2 separate regions of the Xenopus tropicalis genome follow, and region 2 is linked to region 1. A link is a contact called in public Hi-C data. All regions are on one chromosome and are shown on one strand. Each heading gives the region's core, a stretch centred on a gene start, on an enhancer-like site or on the middle of the called end of the contact. The rest is flanking DNA. Distances are from core to core; before and after follow the strand shown.

The links. A called contact is a pair of places that touch in the nucleus more often than the background predicts.
Region 2: a Hi-C map of neurula embryo shows a contact between it and region 1, with 2.0 times the contacts expected there. The contact joins two enhancer-like sites. A contact is called at or near these places in 2 of 5 Hi-C or Micro-C datasets (brain and neurula embryo).

What each region holds. Positions count from the first base shown.
Region 1 is chr4:65,010,680-65,014,085 of UCB_Xtro_10.0, reverse strand. The region is part of intron 2 of gse1 (genetic suppressor element 1); the gene reads left to right. Among named protein-coding and RNA genes, the nearest start is that of gins2, 170 kb to the right of the region's middle. Within about 2 kb of position 1,850, at least 5 of the 11 cell types and tissues checked have an H3K27ac peak or open chromatin away from gene starts, as enhancers often do. A contact at or near this core is called in neurula embryo, where this site is marked.
Region 2 is chr4:65,156,417-65,159,822 of UCB_Xtro_10.0, reverse strand. All of the region lies in intron 1 of gse1 (genetic suppressor element 1), which reads left to right. Among named protein-coding and RNA genes, the nearest start is that of gse1, 27 kb to the left of the region's middle. Within about 2 kb of position 1,497, at least 3 of the 11 cell types and tissues checked have an H3K27ac peak or open chromatin away from gene starts, as enhancers often do. A contact at or near this core is called in neurula embryo, where this site is marked.

The sequences.
Region 1 (3,406 bases), core at 601-3,100:
GTGGATGATACAAGACGCCTTCTGTTTCTTTTTAGACTTTCTGGGGTCAGGGGCACAGCTTTTCCACTCCCTTATTAAATATGTTTCTAACTCAGCACTGTTAATCCGTCAGAGACAGAGACAAAGTTTGGGCGTTTCTTCCAGACTTCATGGAGTTTCATTTGACATCCAAATGTTGGTCACTTAATTGAGTCGCTTAATTTGCACATTAAGGATTTATTCATTAAAAAGGACCAAATAAGGCATATGTACTTATCATCTTTTAGTTAAAAAAAAATGCATATATTATATACCAGTTCTTCTCTTCTGCCAATGGTGAATTTTGTATTTGTTGCAGTTCATGCTTTGTGATTCCTTTCTTGAAATTACCAATAGGGCACAATTCCCTGTGTGTCACTGCCTTAAAAGGAAACAAATAATAAAAAAAAAAAAATTAACATCCTTTGGTGCTGATTTTTCCCTAAGTTTTTGTAGGGTGATACATGTAAATACCCTTTTCCACAGGTCTGGTAACCTGCAAGGTTTGGAGCAAGTTAACTAGTGACACTCATGAGATATATGTAACTGTACAATGTGACAATGAGGAAAGAGTGAGCAACTACTAGAAACTACTAGAAATCAAAAATTAGGTTTCTGTAAGGCCCAAGGGAGTAAAGTCGTGACTCGCTGCTATTGTACATTATTTTTTATTTGGATAAATGATCAAACAGTATTGTTCTAATAATAAAAATATTTTTAGTATTATTATCAATACAAAGAGCAATGAGTAGTAAATCTACCACAATACTTTCTGGGGGCATAGTTAAAAATACTCAGTAGAGAGCAATAAAAATTTCTGGCCTTCTTTAAAAATATTGGGCCTGGAAGTCTGCATCAGTGTTGGGTGCACTTTTGGGCCAGTTAGTGGCAGGGTCGGGCTGGTGGGTGCAGGGCTTACCGGGGCTACTGCCTCAGGGGCCCCTGTACCCCCCCAAATGGGCCCCCACTGCGGCCTTCAGCACGTTGGTGGCTTGGGGAGGCACCCTGCAGGGACAGGGCCACCGGGGCCCACCTGATTTTTTCTCAGTGCCCAATCCGACCCTGGTTAGTGGTCAGGAGCTTAGGTTGATGCCACAAGGGGATAATTCTTGGTCTGCAGATAAACTCAAGCTGAGAATTAGCCCCTGTGCTGGCATCAGCCTTTCCCTGTGCTAGAAGCATTGCGTTGGGCCAGGTACAGGAACACATATCAGACTTTGGTACCAAAACACACAAGAATGCATTTTGGCGCCAAAATCCGTTTCATACACCCAATCCTTCAGGTGCAAAGAAAGGCTGATGCCAGTGTAGGGTCTCATTCTTGGCCTGCATTTATCTGCAGGCCGAGACTCAAGCCCATGTGTCACTAGCCTCTTGTTGGCAACTCTGGTGTTAACTGCTGTTTAAAATATTGCATTATCACAAAGAGAATAAGACTGTGGCTTTGGACCTACATTTGAAAAGCAAACACTGTAAACCGTAAATGGCACATGATGTGTAACTTGACTGGGTGTTTGTAATTTCTGATAATCACAATATAACAAGCTAATTTAAATCCTTAACCTCAATGTATTCTTAGTGGGATGGGCGTATACTCTCAGGGAGTGTTTCTTCCTATGGAGAGAGGGCGCAGGAAGATATCTAATCAGTGATAATTAAAATTACTAATGTTTCCTTGATAGCTGCTGTTTTAAATCAGATAACTGTGTGGCCTTTCAGCACTCTGCCTTTAACCCAATTAATGTTACTTGGCAACTGAAGGGTTGTTAGAACAAGAGCCCCTGAAGGCCTGACCTCCTGACTGCTTGTGGTTTGGGCTCTCCCCTTTATTTATTGCCCTTTGCCCTTCAAGACCTTTAAAGTCTGTTTTTGATCCTTTGTATGAAGCCCCTAGCTGAGAGGTCAGCAGGTTTTTTAACCATTTGAATGAACTGTGTGACACTTCTTCTGTGGCACAGAACTAGAATAGCATGCATGAATGCACATGTGTATGTGTGTGTTTGTGTGTGTGTGGTGGGGGTTAGGGAATGGGTTGGTAATCACTGATCACCCTGCCTGCAATCCCGTCTGTAACATGCACCTGCCGTTGATCAGACAGTGGTTCAAACCAGTGTACAGATTCTACAAGAGGGAACATTAGTATATGTATAGAATGTATTGCATATTTAGAAGACAAAACATATAAAGGATTGTCCTCAGCTGCCTTACAGAACCTTCATAAGGCACAGGGTAAGATGGGGCCAGATGGATGTGCCCTGATGTGTGTGGCAGGGCACAGGTGCTGATTAAGCTGCTATGGCATCCGAAGCACTCCTTCCCCCTGCAGAGGATTAGCAGTCAGGAAAGGCAGGCTGTTTGTGTGAGCTGCTCAGATAGAGGAAAGCAGTAACAGTCCCTCAGTGTAATCACTGGAAGGGAATGCAGGATTCTTTAGTATTCCAGGAGAGAGGGGAGATAACAAGCCAGCAATCTGCTTTCCTCGCAGAGCCACCCTGAGCAGCTGATAAGCAAGGGCACTGAGCAACTGCCTGCCATCTGCCACTTGCAGCCCTATTATTTATCATTCACAGGCCAAGATAGGTCTAACGGGATTCTGTCTGGATAGGGCAGAGGCTTTAGGGTAATCCCAGCTATGACCATGCAGCCTTCCCCAGGAAATGCTGAATTACCTATCTGTAGGTAATTTTAAAATTGAAAGCTCCACGAGTATTTATTAGAAGCTTTTTACAGTATTTTATCAGTATTAACCACAGATCCGCAATATAGACAGAACCTCAGATTTCCACCTCTGCCTCTTGTGTATTGGGCTGTGGGAGGCTTATTCTGGGTTCAAGGTTTGTTACCAGACGATAAATCTTCACTATTGTGGGTGACTAATCTCCCCTGCATGCCATCCCACCAGCAAGAATGTAAATCAACTGTGGGGTGGTATACACATTGCTTCAGTCTCCCACAGTGTCCTTGCAAAACAAACTGAAGCAACGCGTATGCCATCGCTCCAGCAGTTTACATTCTTGCTGGTGGGATGGCATATTGCGGGGATTAGTTGCCCTGCAATAGTGAAGATTTATCGAGGGCAACTAATCTCCCCGTGTGCCAGTGCTCTAAGAGGGGGCTGATCACTGATGTCATGAGGTAGGGTTATGGGCCAATTAGGGGCTTGGTTTTGGGTCAGGGCTATGCCATGCTAGCTGGTGCTGACTGAAAATGAATGAGAAGGCAAGCTTAAAGAGGTGATAGGAAGGAAAGTGGGAGGGCAGGTAAGCAGAAGCAGGGCGGATCAGAAGTAGACCAGAGGAAGAATAACTTGTAACTTTGTAATACCCACCCAGGTCCTGACTGGTGTTCTACTAGCTAGGCTGGTGAAATACTGGCCTGGTGAAAATCC
Region 2 (3,406 bases), core at 248-2,747, 150 kb before region 1:
ATCTCTAGATACCATCCAACCCGCTTGTTACGCTCCTCTACTGACCTGCTCCTCTCTCATTCCCTCCTCACATGCTCGCATTCAAGACTTTGCAAGGGCTGCCCCCCTTCTCTGGAATTCGCTCACACAAACTGTCAGACTTTCACCCAATCTCTCTGCCTTCAAGAGTTCTCTAAAAACACATTTATTCAGAGAATCTTACCCTAATCTAGTTTAGCAACACCCTGTGCCCATTCCCACACCTTGTGTCTCAACCCTTTCTCCTTGTAGATTGTAAGCTCTTTTCACAATCCTACTTATAGAATACCCATCGACCACGGTTCCCCCTTCAGAAAATAAAAGTGCATAACATGTAACATTCCTAATATAAGCAAATTTGTAACAACAAGAAAAAAGAAAATCGCACAATCTTCAATACATGGTATCCACATGCAAGATGACACATATGCTTATAACCTCTTTACAACACCATAGCCATCCCCTTTAAGAAAAAATTGTTATATAATACCAGAAATACTTTCTTTAAGCAATGCTTCCTTTTAGATAAATGCATACAGGTCATATTCTCTATTAAGCCCCCGTGGATGTAATGTCTGCAAATTATGAATTCTGGAGTTGTAGATATAGAATATCCATCGTCCAGGGTTCCCTCTTTGGAAAATAAAAGTGCACAAAATTTTTTTGGTGCACGCACGTGATTTTTACCCCTTCTGGATCCTAATTAGCATATGCTAATTTGGATTTGGTTCGGCAAATCTGGGATGGATCCATTGGGATGGATTCGGCGGTTCCAAAAAACTGGTTTCGGTGCATCCCTAATATATATATATGTATATATATATTTTTAAAATATTTTATTAGAGTACATAGGCAATGCATGTGGTAAATAGTTCCACTTTCTTTTCCACTTCAAAGCCATGACAATAGGCTCCTCTTCTTCAATATACTTTTCCCCCTCCCCTTCAAGATACTTTTTTTTTTGTAGAGAAATATTCACATTCTATATTACGAGCCCCTCCCTGGCCTTTGTTTTCTTCATCTTTTGTGACATGGCTGAACCCCTTCTAGTTATGTCTTAAGGAAAAGCCAGACAGAATAGTGAAGTGATTAGTAATATAAAAGTCATTCTGTGAGCATTTGCATTTGCAATAATATTTTTTTATCTCTTCATGATGTAAATTTTTCCTAGAACATAATGGGTTAACACTTTGATAAAGGACGCTCTGAACATCTCTTTCTCCTATCTGTCCTGCATTGTCTGGCACCGCCAATGGAAACCTGAGCCACTAAGGATGTGGAAGAACATGCAGACATTTTAGGAATAGCATCCAAACACCCTCCACCCTCTTTGTTTTACCCTTCCTTCCTAGCTCACACACATATATACACACATACACTGTGCTTTCTCTTCTTTCCCTGGGCACATAGCCAGACCTTTGTTGTGGCTGGCCCAGTTCAGCCTTTGGTAGGAGCGAGCCTAGAAGCACTGGAATGCCGGTAATCTGCCTCAGAGTTGATTGATTGCCCTTGACACTTAGATTCTCTCAGGCTCTGATTTCAGCAGGATTCCTCCCTCCCACCCACAGTCAGCTTTCTTCCCTTATAACTTGCTGAAACAGTGACAGGGTGTGAGTGTGTGCGCATATCAAAAAAAAAAAAAAAGCATGGCTCAAACCCACTGTACTCTAAGTCACCAAATCACAGCACAGTTCCACATGTAATATCACTGGCTTTTTATGGCAAAGGAAAGCACCTTAGAAAATACAACTGAAGCTGTCCATTTGCCTTCAAAAATAATAAAATCCTTCTTGACTCCAAAAAAGCAGTCATATCCAACATTGCACAGGTATGGGATCACTTATCCGGAAACCCGTTATCCTGAAAAGTTACAGAAATTACAGAAAGGCCATTTCCCATAGACTCCATTATAAGCAAATAATTCTAATTTTTAAAAATGATTTCCCCTTTTCTCTGTAATAAAAAACAGTACCTTGTACTCGATCCTAACTAAGGTATAATTAATCCTTATTGGAGGCAAAACAAGCCTATTGGGTTCAGCGCCGGATTTCTAAACCGCGTGCCCCAAGGCCGTTCCGATTCTGCGCCCCCCTAACCCCACCTCGGCGCGTGCTGCAGCGGGGCAGCATGCCGCCCCTAAGTTTGTGCCGCCCTAGGCCCGGGCCTTTGTGGCCTCGCCACAAATCTGGGCCTGATTGGGTTTATTCAATATTTAAATGATTTTTAGCAAACTTAAATTCCAAATTATGGAAAGATCACACGACAAGGAATTTAAAGCTTTCACTTTCTAACTTCTTCTCTTATTATTTTTTAAAAAATATCTTTTTAAATAAAAACATATGGGTTTATATTACTAATCAGTTTTGGGTTGAAGAAAACATTGAAGCATGATGTGGGCTGTGCAGTTCTACTGCTGTGTAAAAATAAAAAGATTATTTTTTTTTTTTATCAGACTATGATCTTAAACAACTATGTGCTATTTTCTCTCCCCAATAAAAGTTTAGTTAGTGCTTCAGTAACTTTATAAGGAAGGAATAAATTAGAAAAATATCAGTGCAGTCAGAGACTTCCATTGAAGTCATGTTGAGAGATAAACAAATCCATAAACTGGATTAATGTGTGCCTAACATCTCCTCCCTCTCAGAAGTCATAGTAAGCACACAATGAACAGATGTATGTATTTATTTTACAGTATTTGTTATTGATTATGTAATGTTTATTAGTAGTTGGCCCTTGGGTTTTCTAGATAAGAGGCTTTTTTTCAACGTGGAGAATGCTGTGTCTTCTTGAGACTACTTAAAATACCTTAAGAAAAAAAATGAATATTTTTCCATTGGCAGAAATAACTACAGAGGAAAACCAAGTCATTAAAAAGATTTGTTTGTTCAGCACATTGTAGGAATAGTATTGCAGTATTTGGTATTGTTTTGGATAATGGGTTTCTAAGTAACAGATCCAGAACTGTATCAGTGAAAAGAAAACTCAGTAATGAATCCAGTACTGTAAGTCTATAGCCACACGGGGCGGATTCTCGAACTGTAGATAAATGCAGGCAGAGAATTCACCCGTACTCTTCAAAAAGCTTATCGTTGTGCCTGTACCTGGAATCATTGTGTTAGCCTGGGGGCTTGAGCAACTGCTCAAGTATGCAGTGTGCCTGCACTCGGGCCAAGACAATGGCCTGTGTTTATTGGCGGTCCCAGAATCAGCTCTCTGTCGAATTAACCTAAGATTTAGCATATCTACATTTAGTGGGTCAGGATGTAGTTAAAGGCCATTTTGGATCAGTCCTTGGAAGATGGGGTATTTACTGATAATGAGCATAAATACTTTTATGTAGAGCATTCAACTACACACACCCCTCATTGAAGGCCTCCCTTCATATGTT